Regions from separate parts of the Sus scrofa genome. Here region 2 is linked to region 1. The links are chromatin contacts, called in public promoter capture Hi-C maps. All regions are on one chromosome and are shown on one strand. The core of a region is the stretch at or near the end of the contact, and the rest is flanking DNA. Distances in the headings are between cores, read along the strand shown. Region 1 holds the start of ZNF583 (zinc finger protein 583). Region 2 holds the start of LOC100737756 (zinc finger protein 850-like).

What was found. Promoter capture Hi-C pulls out the DNA fragments that hold promoters and counts their contacts.
Region 2: a promoter capture Hi-C map of liver shows a contact between it and region 1, with 8 times the contacts expected there. The contact joins the promoter of LOC100737756 here to the promoter of ZNF583 in region 1. A contact is called at or near these places in 1 of 5 promoter capture datasets (liver) and 1 of 47 Hi-C or Micro-C datasets (liver).

What each region holds. Positions count from the first base shown.
Region 1 is chr6:60,717,841-60,725,550 of Sscrofa11.1, forward strand. ZNF583 (zinc finger protein 583) reads right to left here and starts at 3,455. Exons shown (of 4, transcript XM_021095099.1): 1 at 3,360-3,455. ZNF582 (zinc finger protein 582) reads left to right here and starts at 3,205. Exons shown (of 5, transcript XM_021095108.1): 1 at 3,205-3,727; 2 at 5,609-5,697; 3 at 7,709-7,710. The coding sequence starts at 5,689.
Region 2 is chr6:62,481,592-62,489,301 of Sscrofa11.1, forward strand. LOC100737756 (zinc finger protein 850-like) reads right to left here and starts at 5,110. Exons shown (of 3, transcript XM_021095140.1): 1 at 4,851-5,110; 2 at 1,361-1,490. The coding sequence starts at 4,883.

The sequences.
Region 1 (7,710 bases), core at 2,205-4,704:
AATCAATTACTACTATGATGGTGGAAAGATATTTTCTAACTCGTTCCTTTTAGAGTTCTTCTATAAGTTCTTTCCCTTCTCATCCATTCATCATTGTATTTATTTATTTATTTTTGTCTTTTCTAGGGCTACACCGGTGGCATATGGAGGTTCCCAGGCTAGGGGTCCAATCGGAGCTATAGCCGCTGGCCTACACCAGAGCCACAGCAACGCCAGATCCCAGCCGTATCTGCAACCAACACCAGAGCTCACAGCAATGCCAGATCCTTAACCCACTGAGAAGGGCCAGGGATTGAACCCACAACCGATACCAGTCGGATTCGTTAACCACTGCGCCACGTCGGGAATTCCCATTCATCATTTATTTTAGTATGGACATATGAATATTTTATTGAGTTAAACTCTTAATGTAGTTATACTGATGCTCAGATTGTCCTAATTTTGCCCACAGAAGCCTCCTTCAAGCTAAATCCTGAAGAGCACACTTCAAAGAGCTTTGACAAACATATGCATTCAGGTAATCACCCCAAATCAAGATATGAAAGTTTCCATCAACCCAGAATGTTCCCTTCTGTTCCTTTTCAGACTTTCCCCAGACCCCTGGACCAAAGCAACCACTGATCTACTGTCCATCATATAGTTTTGCCTGTTTTAGAAATTCACTTCAAATAGATATATGTGCACCTTAGCTTACCACCAAAAATTCAAGGAGACTCCTATGACTATTTCTGGAGCTCTTTCTCTGAGTATCTCCTTCCACTCCCACACTCTGCTCATCAAATTCTAGTTACTTGAGTTTCCCCAAGCTCTGTTGTCTCACTTTAGCAAATCTGCTGTGCTCTTCTTGGGCTCCTCCTTCCTACATTGTCTCAACTATGCCTTCAAGTGAGAAAAGGCCACAGCAACTGTAGTATCTCATTTATTCTCCCTTCTCTCAAGGATCAAAGTCTTGCACTACCAGTTGTCCAATATCTGAAAAGACAAGTATTATCTAGTTTTCCGTTTATAGAGTGGGATAGCAAGTTTAGTTCTCTTATACCGGCACAGGTGTAAGCAGGGAATCCTCCATATTTTTTTGAGCATTTCCCTACTTTTTGGCACAAGAAGATATTCCATACTCATCTAGTACTTTCCCTGCCACTGTCCTAGAATCAGCCATTTCCCCAAGAAACTTTGATTCCTTTTATTAGAAAATGGTATTTAGAGACCAAGGTCTGGATACTTAGGTATGCTTATTGATACTGGGGCATCACTGCTCCCAGGGCCCATTCAACAAATAGAGTAGAAAACATAAAAACACAGATACTTTTTAAAAAATAACAAGACTAATTTTTTTACTTTACAAGTTTTTGAGTTACAGAAAAACTGCAAAGATAGTACAGAGGGTTCCTATATTCCCTGCACCCACTTTCCTCCACGACTAGCACACATTTTTTACAATTAATGAACCAACATGAATACATTACTATTAACTAAAGTCCACACTTTTTCTGTTCCAGGATCTCATCCGGGATACATTGTTTTTAGTAGTTGTCTCCCCTTAGGTTCCTTTTAGTTGTGACCATTTCTCTGACTTTTCTTGTTTTCATTGACCTTAACAGTTTTAAGGAGTTCAGGGCAGATATTTTTTCAAATGGCCCTGAATTAGCGTGTCTGATATTCTGCCATTACACTGGGATTATGTGTTCTGGAGAGGAAGACCACAGAGGTAAAATGTCATTTTCACCACATCTTATCAAGGGTACATGCAATCACTGTGCCCTCACTATGGATGTTAACATTGATCTAGTGAGGGAAACAAACACACTTAAAAAAAAAAAATTTTATGACCACACCCACAACATATGGAAGTTCCAGGGCCAGGGACTGAATCCAAGCCACAGCTGCAACCCGCCTGGATCCTTTTAACCTACTGCGCCCCGGCAGGAACTCCACACACATTTTTAACCATGAGTTCACACGAATCTAATACCACAGGATTCTTCCCTACCTTCCATCATCCACTCACTCTTTTCCCATAGTAAAACACTGGCTTCCAACAAATCAATATATTTATTTGTTTTCTCAATCCTATGATGCATACAAAATAGTTTCCAAATCACTGCTATTATGAAAAAGAACCTACAAAGTTGAGTTTAGGGATTGCTTGCATTTTTTTTTTTTTGGCTTTTTGTCTTTATACAATAGAAATATAGGCTCCTTATCTGAGATATATAAAGTTGTAAAAACTTTTGTCATTTTTCTTTTGCCTTTGCTTATGGTGTATTTTGCCTTACAAAGTGCTTTAGCTTTGTGTTCCCAAGTGTAGCAGTCTTTTCTTGTATTAAGTTTGGATTTTTAAGTCGTAATTAGAAAGCCTTTCCACACACTCAGGTTATAATGGAATTCACCTCTGTACTTGTCTGCTATTTGTACGGTTTAATTTAGAACTCTGATAAAGTTGGTGATTATACTTTTGTATGATATGAAGCATGAATACACTTTAATTTTTTCCCCAATGGTTATCCAGTTATTCCTCAGGGTTGCTCATTAAGAAGTCCATTTCTGGAGTTTCTGTGGTGGCTCAGCGGTTAAGGAACCCAACCAGTATCCATGAGGACACGTGTTCGATCCCTGGCCTTGCTCAGTGGGTTAGGGCTCCTGTGTTACCATGAGCTGTGGTGTAGGTCGCAGAGGCGGCTTGGAGCCTGCCTTGCTGTGGCTGTGGCGCAGGCCAGAGGCTGTAGCTCCTATTCGACTCCTAGCCTGGGAACTTCCATATGCTTCAGGTGCGGCCCTAAAAAGATACACACAAAAAAGTCCATTTTTATCCCAATGACTTGCTACCCTTATCATACAGTCTGCTTCTCTGTTTAATATTTCCAGGCTTTCTCTCCTAGCTGACAACTCATGGACTAATACCCCAGCTACCATCATAGACTTCTTGGCCGCTCTGGGGGCATGTGGAGTTTCCTGGGACTGGGACTGGGACTGAAACTCCACCGCGGCCGAGACCTATACCGCCCGAGCCGCCGCGCAGAATTCCTTAACCCACTGCACCGGGCAGGGATCGACCCGGCGCCTCCACGGCGACCCCAGCCACGCCGTGGGACTCAACTCGCCTCGCCACAGCGAGGGAACTCTTGTGCAAGATGTTGTAAAATTGGTTACGGAACCAACTCCAGGGCTTTTACCTCCCTCCAGAACATCTGGTAAAATGCCTGCTGCACGGTCCGGACGACTCAACACGTGAGAAGAAACTTCGCACATATACCGCCTCTGCAGCCACACACAGACGTCTGCCCGGCGCTGAACGGTCCCAGCCACACACTCAACCACCGAGTCAGAACACGCACCACCACGGCCGCTCACACACTCACCTGCCGTCGGAGAGACGACCACGCGCGGACAACAAGCGCAACACACAACTTCACGCAGCAGCCTGTGGACACAGCGCACCCCGTCCCATCCCAGACGGTCTCTTTCTCTCACACACAGACACACGCACGGACCCGCCCACCAGAAACATCGCGAGATCTTGCCTTGCGGTTTGGTTACTGCCTTTGGGCCTGGAGACTACGTTTCCCAGAAGCAACTGCGGCGCTGTTCCAATCGGGACGCAGCATCGGCGGTGCTTTGTGCGTCTGCGCCATCTTCCGGCTCCCGACTCCGCTGGTTTCTAGGAGGAAGCGCCCCGAGGCTAGAGTGGGCGCGGCAGCGGGGGCATCTGGATCCAAAGAGGCGGCAGGTGAGGGGCTCCGGAGCTCGCCAGGTGTTGTAGGATCCGCGCGGGAGCGAGCTCCACGACCAGGCAGGTCTCGGGCTTAAGCAGAACCGGAACGTCTTACCCCCACGTAAGTCAGCGGCTTTCCTCGCTCTGGACTACATTTCCCATCGGCCCCCGCAGCGCGCCCTGCTGGCGCCCCCTACCTGCAGTCGAGCTCATAGCCCGGGTGCATGGATCCCTAAGGTGGGTGTGTCTCTTGGAGGGTCCTGAACTCCAGAAAATGCTTGCTTATGGATGTTTTGCATTTATTCTTAACGTAGTTGTTTTTTTTTTTTTTAAATCTTTGACGAAGTGAGTTGCAAGACCCCAGAAGATTTGGAACCACTAGTTTATTCCGCAGCATAGTGAGGTTCCCAGACTAGGGGTTTAATCCGATCTGTAACTGCCGGCCTACAGCCACAGCCACGCCAGATCCCAGCCGCTACTGCGACCTACGCCCCAGCTCAGGGCAACGCCAAATCCTTAACCCAATGAGCAAGGCCAGGGATCAAACCCCCATCCTCAGGATACTAGTCGGGTTGGTTAATCACCGAGCCATGACGGGAACTCCGGAACGGCTAGTTTAGAAGCTGTGACATGTTTGAACATTTTACCGGATCTTGTTCAAAATTTGTTCAACCTTGGGGAAACGGTTGGGTAAATCACAGGCCAGCCCTATAATAGAATATTTACAGCTGATACATATAATGCTTAAAAAAAAAAGTGGTCACGAGGAAAAAGACCTGTTATGTGCTATTAGGAAACATTTATCATTATTTCATTTACACACTACTTAGAATTAAATATTTGTAACACTCCAGGCACTCTAAGTTTTTATGAAATGAGCCTCCGCATCTTAATACTCAATACATCTTAATACTCAATGTTTTCCATTCTGGTTTTGGTTTCGTTGGGGAGGAGGGGCAGTTAGCCTGGGCATGGGTGGGTTTGACGTCTTTTTGTTGTTGCTTTTGTTTTATGGCCGCACTCTTGGCATATGGAAGTTCCTGGGCTAGGGACTGAATCCAAACTAGGGGTGTGACCTGCACAATGGCAACCACAGGATCTTTCAACACTTCAGGATGGGGAGGTGGGGGTGCTGCAGTCAGGTTCTTAGCCCACTGTGCCACAGTGGGAACTCTGGGTTTCACTTCTTTTGCTGCATGTTTTCTTGTACAAAGGGCTCCATTGTGAATATCTTTGTCAGCTGATATTGTCAACCACATCATTTTTGATAGTTGCTTGGCATCCATCATATGGCTGTGTCAAAAATGATTCAACCACTTGCCTACCTGTGAAATGTATTAACTTTTTGGTTCAGTTTTTTAGCAAATATTATGCACATAGCTTTGCTGTCACATTTGTGCAGGGCCGTCTTTATGTGACGAGAGTGGAGCACTGGGCCTACTCCATCTAATTCGCCCACTGCCGCCATTCGTTGGCTCGAGGCAGGGTCCACAAAATCGTGTCCACAAGGCCTTGAGTTGGGCTGTGGGGTTCTTTGAGAATTTGGAAGTTAGGTTAAAAGCCAAGGAGACTTTCAAAGGTGTTATACTGAGGACATGAGAGTTAAATATCTGGGAAGGTTTCACTGCGGGCCGGGCTGATGCATCTCAGGCAGGCTGTGCTCCCAGGACTGAGGACAGCCTTCCTTCTCCCAGGGACACCACGTCTCCGTAACGGGACCACGTCTGAGCATCCCTAGCTCAGATTTGCATCAGTAACAAGGTGGAGCTGAGTAACGGCCAGAGTTTGTCCCAGCTCCCTCTAATTTTGGGGGGGGGTGGGGAGTAAAGGAGGTAGGCACTCAGTCTGGGAGCTGAGGCAAGCCTGGCCTCTAATGTTTGCTTTTTCCTCCCTCAGCTCTGCCATCTCCGGACTCTGCCCTTCCCCAGGAGAGAAACCGGGAGCAGGACTCATCAGCCCATGAAATTCTGAAAGTCATGTCCCTCGTGAGTTTTAAAATCATGTAAATATTTGCTTTCCTTATCCTGTAGCTTCCCATCTGGGTTCCATCCAAGAATCGGATTCTCAGATGTTCCCATTTTAGGGAATAAAAAGACCAGGCAGCTAGTACCCTCTCCCACGCCCCCATCCACTTGGACCGGTGCCCAGAGGGATTCATTTTATATACCATTCATCTTCTGATGGCTTTGTATTCCGCTGTGAGGCCAGAGGGAGAAGAAATCTCCTTCCTTACATAAAATGAGAACATCCCTTACAGGGACTGAGGTGTGCTGAAATGAAGATGAATGCTGGTAAGGGATCACACACAAAAGCAGGGGAGCTAGTGTTGGTTGGTCTCAGTTTCAGTGTGGGGGTGCCATCTCCTGCTACTGACAGGTGCGTGTGTGGCTGAAGTTTAGATAAAAATCTATGCTAGATTTGTTGTCAGAACTAAGATCTAGGAGTTCCCTTCGTGGCTCCTTGGTTAACGAACCTGACTAGGATCCATGAGAATGCAGGTGTGGTGTAAGCCGCAGATGCAGCTCAGATCCCACGTTGCTGTGGTGTAGGCCGGCAGCTGCAGCTCTGATTCAACCCCTAGCCTGAGAACTTATGCCACAGATGCAGCCCTAAAATAGCAAAAAAAAAAAAAAAAAAAAAAAAAAGAGAGAGAGAGAATTAGGAGTTCCCGTTGTGGCTCAGTGGTTAACAAATCCGACTAGGAACCATGAGGTTGTGGGTTCAATCCCTGGCCTTGCCCAGTGGGTTAAGGATCCAGTGTTGCCGTGAGCTGTGGTGTAGGTAGCAGATGCGGCTCGGATCCTGAGTTGCTGTGGCTCTGGCATAGGCCGGTGGCTACAGCTCTGAATAGACCCCTAGCCTGGGAACCTCCATATGCTGCGGGAGCGGCCCTAGAAAAGGCAAAAAGACCAACAACAACAACAACAAAAAAAATTACGGTCTAGTTTGAGGTTGCACAGAGCATTTGAATCTAGGTCATCCTCCATCCGCGTCTTCAGTTTAAAAGCAAGCAGAGTACAGAGCTGGGGGTTTTAAGACAATCAGTTCAATGGATTAATTGTTCAGAATCTGGATTGTCATAGTTTTGGAAGAGCCTCAGGAGATCTGACCTTTGGAGACCACTGTACCCAAATTAAGAAAGTGGTTGAGTGAGTTTTCTTCACTTGATAAAACTGTACAGCTGATAAAATCTTCATTCGAGAATTTTCTCAGGAAAAACGTGTGTGCTATGTTCTGCTTTCACACAATGATGAGCCTTTGTCTTAAAGCAGATCTTGACCTTAATGAAAATGCTCTTTTCTAAGACAGAAAACACTATTTTAAGGAGTGACTGTTGTGGCTCAGCAGGCTAAGAACCAGCATTAAGTCTGTGAGGATGCAGGTTTGATCCTTGGCCTCATTCAGTGGGTTAAGGACCCAGCACTGCCGCAGGCTGCAGCACAGGCTACAGATGCAGCTCAGATCTGATGCCGCGGTGGCTGTAGCGTAGGCAGGCAGTTGCAGTTCTGATTTGACCCCTAGCCTGAGAACTTCCATATGCCACCGGTGCAGCTGTATTTAAAAAAAAAAGGAAGAAAATATTATTTTAATAAAATACGTTGGGAAAAGTACCAAAAATTGTTGGGTTTCGTTGTTACTCCATACAAGTACAAATGATAAGCCTCACACTGAGAGGCGTGTACCAAGGACACAGCAGGCAGTCTGTTTGCTTACACTGTTTGTCACAACTGGGAAAACGCCATTTGGCTAGATTTCAGTTTTCATCCCAGACCTAAGTAAAGAGCTTTGGCTTGCAGTAAAAAGGAAAACTCGAGACTGTATGAACATCTCTTTTACCTGTGCCCATCTTTTCCTGTCACCTGTTCACATCGGAAGCCTCCAGCCACCGCCTTTTCACCAGAACAGCCCATTCCTGCGGAGCCCGCCTCCCTCTCTCATCCCACTGAAAAACCTTGCCTTGAATTCTGCACATCACAGACCTGTCTGTCCTTCCAGGG
Region 2 (7,710 bases), core at 3,860-6,359, 1.8 Mb after region 1:
CCATGTGCTGCAGGTTTGGCCCTCAAATGCAAATAAATAAAAACAAAAAATACACGCACCCCTATGTTCACTGCAGCACTATTCACAATAACCAAGACATGCAGACAAGCTAAAGGTCCACTGACAGATGAATGAATTAAGAAGATGCAGTATGTATACACAATGGAATACTACTCAGCCATAACAAAGTACAAAATAATGCCATTTGCAGCAACATGGATGGAACTAGAGACTCTCATACTAAGCGAAATAAGTCAGAAAGAGAAAAACAAATACCACATGATATCACATATCTGGAATCTAATAAATGGCACAATGAACCCATCTACAGAAAAGAAACAAACTCATGGACTTGGAGAACAGACTTGCCAAGGAAGAGGGGGCGGGAGTGGGATGGACTCAAAGTTTGGGGTTAGTAGATGCAAACTATTGCATTTGGAGTGGATAAGTAAAGAGATCCTGCTATACAGCACAGGGAACTATATCTAGTCAAGTGTGATGGAACATGATGGATAATATGAGAAAAAGAATATATATATGTGTGTGTATGTATGACTGGATCATTCTGCTGTACAGCAGACACTGACAGAACATTGTAAATCAACTATAACAGAAAAAAATAAAAATCCTACAAAAGAAAAGGAAAGAAAGAAAACAGATCTAAATACTACAAACCCTGCAAAAGGGCCCGGAAAAGTACCTCGTGGTTCAAGTAAGTAATGACCGTGGCAATGCCTGCATGCATGGCACAAGGACATGTCAGCTAAAAGAAGGGATCAAAACCTGGGACACAGGAGTTCCCGTTGTGGCTTAGCAGTTAACGAACCTGACTAATATCCATGAGGACACGAGATGGATCCCTGGCCTAACTCAGTGGGTTAAGGATCTGGAGTAGCCATGAGCTGTGGTGTAGGTCACAGACAAGACTCAGATCCCAAGTTGCCGTGGCTGTGGCGTAGGCTTGCGGCTATAGTTCCAATTGGACCCCTAGCCTAGGAACTTCCACATGCCGAGGGTGTGGCCGTAAAGAGGCAAAAAACAAAAAACAAACAACCTGGGACACAGAGATGAGATAGATCTGGACACACCGACCCAGAGAAAAAACAAGTCACATAGAATCTATTAAGCTCACTGCAATATGAGTCGCTTTGAATCCTTTTCCTAACAACCATTCAGGGCAGCAGGTACCGGGGTTGCAGTGGTAAGAAATGGGCAGTGCAAACAATCCAGCCCCATCTACCACAGCAACTACACAGAAAGTTTGGGAAGCAAGAAGTGCCCACAGTGCACATGTGAGAGCAGAGCACCCTCTGGGGACAGAGCCTTGTCCCAGTCACTGGGACGGCTGTGAGAGTCTTACCCAGGGAGGATATAAGGGCATAGTTGTCCAGCATCACATCGAGGTACAGGCGTCTCTGAGTCTCATCAAGGAGCCTCCATTCTTCCCAAGAGAAGTACACGGCAATGTCCTCAAAGGTCATACTACACTGCTGTGACAGAGACAGAGTCAGCTGTGAACATTCTCTGCAATCCCACAATCCAACTCATCACAAAGCTCTGCCACCCTCATCCTCCTCCAGAGCTCACCACCTCACAGGAATTCCAGGCCTAGGTGCCCCTCATGCTCACCCCATCCTCAGGGTCCCTTTAGTCACTGCGTTCAGCTTTTGGCAACATCGGGCAGGACAGTACAGAGATGTCATCCAAGCTCTGGTCCTGGCCTGCAGGGTTCCATCCACCCCGTTTCCCACTTCCCTGGGGCTTGTGAAGCAGACGGAGGCTTCCCCGCTTCCCCCATTAGTCCCTAGGACCAGGCCCTGGGGCCATGAGCCAGCACTTCCTTTAAACGTGCACAGCATTCTGTAGACTGCACCTCTCTCACATCTTTGGCTCCCACAACTAAGCACTTGGGGAAAGCCAAATGCTGCTTTGAAGGACTCCTTTACTGATCCCTGGTTCGATTTTAGCCGCCCAGAGGCACATGTAATTATAGATGCCGAAAACCCACTTCCACTTCTGTGATGCACTCCCTGTCCCCTCAGCCACAACTGTCTCCTCTCCCCTTGCCCTGACGGTCTCTGGGCAAGGCACAGTGACTTTCACAAATGACATCTACCCCAGACCTATCCACCATCAGGACTAAACACCCCAGAACCCACCAAGCGTCACCACAAAATTCCAGTGAAGCTGTACATTCACAGATAAATAAGAGTCCAGGCCTTCTTGTCATTTGATTCAATTATTTCTAGGCCTCTAGAGCCACCACATGTCCACTACTCTCAGGAAAGCCTTTAGCACCTGTCATACCATTCTCTTCCATATGGTTACTCTGTGCACGTCTGTCCTTCACCCACATTTGTGTGCTCAGCAAGGCTACTCAGGTGTGGAGCAGGGAAACCACTCATCACGGACCCTCCTCTTTCGGAGCAGTGAACAGCACTTCCAGGATGACCTGCATTCCCCCCCGCCAATGGGACCACAACTCCCTGTTCCGCACCACAGCCCCCTTCCTCCCTAGCTATCTGGACACCCGTCTGCTGTGTCCACTCTCCTTCTCTGAAACACCTCAGACTCTTAACAGGACCAAAACAAAACATCTGATATTCCCAAAGAAAATTAACCTACCATAAACTTCCCATCCTAGGAGTTCCCATGGTGGCTCAGTGGGGTAAGAACCTGACTAGCATCCATGAGACTGCAGGTTCAATCCCTGGCCTTGTTTAATGGGTTAAGGATCTGGCACTGCTGCCAGCTGCAGCCTAGGTCACAGACGCAGCTCACATCTGGTGCTGCCGTGGCTGTGGTGTAGGCCAGCAGCTCCAGCTTTGATTTGAACTCTAGCCTGGGAACTTCCATAATACTGCAGGTAGCCCTAAAAATTAAACAAAACTTTCCCATCCCAGTTGATGGAGATTCTATCCCATCAGCTCCTAACATCAAAAACACTGGGGCGGAGTTCCCGTCGTGGCACAGTGGTTAACGAATCCGACTAGGAACCATGAGGTTGCGGGTTCGGTCCCTGCCCTTGCTCAGTGGGTTGGCGATCCGGCGTTGCCGTGAGCTGTGGTGTACGTTGCAGACGCAGCTCGGATCCCGCGTTGCTGTGGCTCTGGCGTAGGCCGGTGGCTACAGCTCCGATTCAACCCCTAGCCTGGGAACCTCCATATGCCGCGGGAGCGGCCCAAGAAATAACAACAACAACAACAACAACAAAACAAAACACTGGGGCCATCTCTGACTCTTCCCTTTCTCTCCCTCATGCACAACATTCAAAAATTTACTTGACCCCTTTTTTTTCTTTCTTTAAGGGCCCACCCGCTGCATGTGGAGGTTCCCAGGCTACAGGTAGAAAAGGAGTCACAGCCACAGCAATGCCAGATCTGAGCTGCATCCGTGATCTACACCAAAGTTTGCAGCAACATCTAATCCTTAACCCACTGAGGATTGAACCTGCATCCTCATGGATACCAGTCAGGTTCTTAACCTGCTGAGCCACAATGGGAACTCTTTTTTTTTTTTTTTTTTAATGGACATTCTCACTCAGGCTAGGGACTGAATGTAGGCCACAGCTGTGACCTACGCGACAGCTGTAGAAATGTCGGATCCTTTAACCCACTGTGCTGGGCCAGGGAACAAACACTTGCCTCTGCAGAGACCTGCGCAGCAGCAGTGACAATGCCAGATCCTTAACCCACTGAGCCACCGGAGGAACTCTTCATTTGGATTATTGTAAATGCCCCCTCCTGGGCTCCCTGCCTCCTGTCTTGCTCCCACAGTCTCTTCTCTGCAGCCATGGAACCTACTAACACATGGGTAAGAATAATCTCTTCTCATCCAAACTTCTCATTACCTCCAAAACAAATGCCCAAATTCTGCACAGGCACATTACGGGCCTGATTCTTAACCCTCAGCTCTTTGTTCCTAATAAAAAGAATGGAGACTGGTTGTACCCTGTCTCCACCAGAATCATGATTCCAAGCATTGGCACATGTGGGTATCTCTTCGAGACATAACCTTTCACATGTGTTTACACTGCCTGACAGAAAGAAGAACACCTCCACTGACCCTTGGCCTGCACTCAAGGCCCTGGGCTTGAGGTATCCCCACGGTCACTCCACCCAAAAGGAGTGAAAACGGCAAGGGAAGAGGTTCAAGACACCACAGCCCCAGACAACGTGTGGGTGGTGCCAAGGCCACTGAAGGACTGGGACACTCTCCTTGTGTAGATTTCCTACGTGCTTTCCTGCCTTCAGAACCTGTGGAATGGGGAAAGCAACTAAGGCTTGGCTACAGGTAAGGTCAGGCCTCCCCTGTTTCGAAGCCCAGCCCTGAATCCTGGTGGCCTTGGGCTAACCGACTAACCTCCAAGCCTCAGTCTTCGGTGCTGCTTCCTACAGCTCTCTGTGCCGCACAGTCCTTTTCACCATTTCAGTTAATTCTCTTTGATCGGCTTTTTGAAAACTTTTGAAACCTAATACAGGTTCTTAAACTCTTCTGTTGCCTACCCTCCACGGCTTCCAGGACCCTCAGGATAAAAGAACCTGTCAGACAGTCCAGGCGTCACTCCACCCCACACGCTGCATTTACTGCAGACATCAGATGGGCCCCAGGTTTCCCGAATCCTCGGGGCTCTGCCCGATCTCCAAGCCTTTGCACCTGCGGCTCCCTCCACCCGTACCCTTTCCCACGCGCCATCACAGAGTTGATCAGAAAGAGGGCCTCACCCACGACCGCCTCGCCGTCCCGGACACCGGAGCCTGGACGTCAGGCACGTGAGAAGACGCCCCGCACTCGGGGCTATAGGGTCTGGCGGGGTGAGGGCGGTGAGGGCCCGGAGGACCAGCGTTTACCTGAGGCTTGTCCCTCAGGGCGGCCGCCGCCATCTGACTCTGTGAACGGAGCGGCGGGAGCGGAGGGGGGCACGGGTACCGGCCTGACGCGGGGTCCTCCAGGCGGCGTCACCGAGCCTGAGGCCCGCCTCTGAGGAGCGGAGACTGCGCCGCCACTCAGACTCCTCGGTCCCGAAACCCGGTGCCGGTACAGAGCCCCGGAGCCAGAAAACACACGAAAGCAATAAAAATGGCTGCCTGGAGGAGGACGCCGGAAGTCCCGCCCCGACGACATGCGCACGCACAAAAATACCTTTATCTGATCTTTCATTGGCTCAACTCGACGCTTGATCTTCTGGGTAAAGTAGTTCCTAGAGCTCCAGAGACGACCACCCCACCTCTCCCGCGCACGGGTGTGCTCCATCTTGACTACAAGAGCATCCTCCCTGCACTACCGTAGGGAGTGCTTGACGGTGGTCATCCTACGTCTAACAAGGGAGGGACTTTCCTTGTGAACTGCAGGAGAAAGACATAGTTTCATACTCCGTGAAGGCCAGCCCAGGAAATAAAATTGTTATTTGAGATATGCCCAAATAGACTGATCTCAATGCTCCATCACTGCACAGAGTAATGAAACCCAGCAGGACCCTATGGGGCTCCTGGTCACAAAAGCGTTCCGGTGTCCCCCATTTTGGTTTGTAGGAAAAGGCTTCATTCAGCCTCCATGGCAGTCCCTGTGTTCCAAAGGGTAAATTCAAATAGTGTTTAATCAGGGAAAGGAGGGAGGAGCAGCTGACAAACAAGAGTACATCCCTGGGTCAGGTCCTGATTCCACCTTAAGGGATGCGCATGACAACATCTTTGAGGTTTTCTACTGAACTCAAACTCCCAAAGAATGGAAAATGTTACTACTTGATTAAGCATTTTTTAATCCGGAAAGAAAGTCACTGTGCGGTAATCTCAAGGACCACCAGAATGTGTCCCTGGACTGCCTGACACCAGCTTTGAAGAAGAATGAGAGCTTGCATCTACCCTGATCCTTATCTGTGGTCCATTTTCTACTCCCAAAATTATGAGACCACTTCATCTTCTCTCCCAAATGAGGGTATCATCTTCATGACATTATCCTGCTGTGGTCTAAAATCTACTCCTTTCTACTTCACCCGAAACTCCGTCTCCAAGTTTCTTTCTTTTAAAAAAAATTCAATGAATTTTATTATATTTATAGTTGTACAACCATCATCACAACCTAATTTTACAACATTCCCACTGCAAACTCCTAGCCCATCCTTCCCTTCCAAACCTGTCTCCTTTGGTAAACGTAAGTTTTTCAGAATCTGTGAGTCAATTTTCTTAGGTGGTAACACTGAACACCAAAGCAGCCATAGGAGTTCCCGTCGTGGCGCAGTGCTTAACGAATCTGACTAGGAACCATGAGGTTTCGGGTTCGGTCCCTGCCCTTGCTCAGTGGGTTAATGATCTGGCGTTGCCGTGAGCTATAGTGTAGGTTGCAGACGCAGTTCGGATCCCGCGTTGCTGTGGCTCTGGTGTAGGCCGGTGGCTACAGCTACGATTCGACCCCTAGCCTGGGAACCTCCATATGCTGCGGGAGTGGCGCAAAGAAATAGCAAAAAGACAAAAAAAAAAAAAAAAAAAACCAGCCATAAAAGTGTCATCATGAGGTATAGATCTGTTCCAGCCCAAACTTATGACGCTTCAGAATATTGTTGGACATTTCCATCTGGATGGTTGAGTTTCCTAGAATAAAGATAGTCTTCTGGCCAGCTAAAGATTAATCCTACCACCTGGAACAGACTCCAGCCACCATCCCATGACTCTGTGACTCAACACACAACTCCTTCCCTATAAAACCTAACTCTCCCTAAAAAGTGGGGAATTGGGGGCTCTCTCTGTGTTTCTGGCCGTCTCTCTGGTTAATAAAAGCTTCTTAGGACCTCACTGCTCCAGTTGACTGTATTTTCTTCTCTCCTTCATACTAACAGGTTTCTGTTCTGCAAATAAGTACATTGTATCTGTTTTTTTAGATTCCGCATATAAGTGGTAGTTTGTGTCTCTCTATCTGACTAACTTCACTTAGCATAATAATTTCTCAGTCCATGTAAGTTGCTGCAAATGGCATTATCTCACTCTTTTTTTATGACTGAGTAATATTCCATTGTGTGTATGTACCACATTTTCTTTATTCACTACCCTGCTGATAGATATTTAGGTTGCTTCCATGTCTTGGCTATTGTATATAGTGCTGCAATGAACATTGGGTACATGTGTGTTTTCAACTCATGGTTTTCTCTGGATAGATGCCCAGGAGTGAGATTGCTGCATCCTATGGTAATTCTATTTTTAGTTTTTAAGGCATCTCCATACTGATTTCCATAGTGGTTGCAGCAATTTATAATCCCACCAACAATGTAAGCGGGTTCCTTCTCTTTTTTTCCACAACCTCTCCAGCATTTATTTATTTATTTATTTATTTATTTATTTATTTATTTATTTATTTTTGTCTTTTTGCTATTTCTTTGGGCCTCTCCCACGGCATATGGAGGTTCCCAGGCTAGGGGTCGAATCGGAGCTGTCACCCCCGGCCTACGCCAGAGCCACAGCAATGCAGGATCTGAGCCACGTCTGCAACCTACACCACAGCTCATGGCAATGCTGGATCGTTAACCCAATGAGCAAGGCCAGGGATTGAACCCGCAACCTCATGGTTCCTAGTCGGATTCGTTCACCACTGCGCCACAACGGGAACTCCAGCATTTATTGTTTGTAGACTTTTCTCTTATATTTTTTTGTGTCTTTTGTCTTTATTTAGTTCTATACCCATGGCATATGGAAATTCCCAGGTTAGGGATTGAATCAGAAC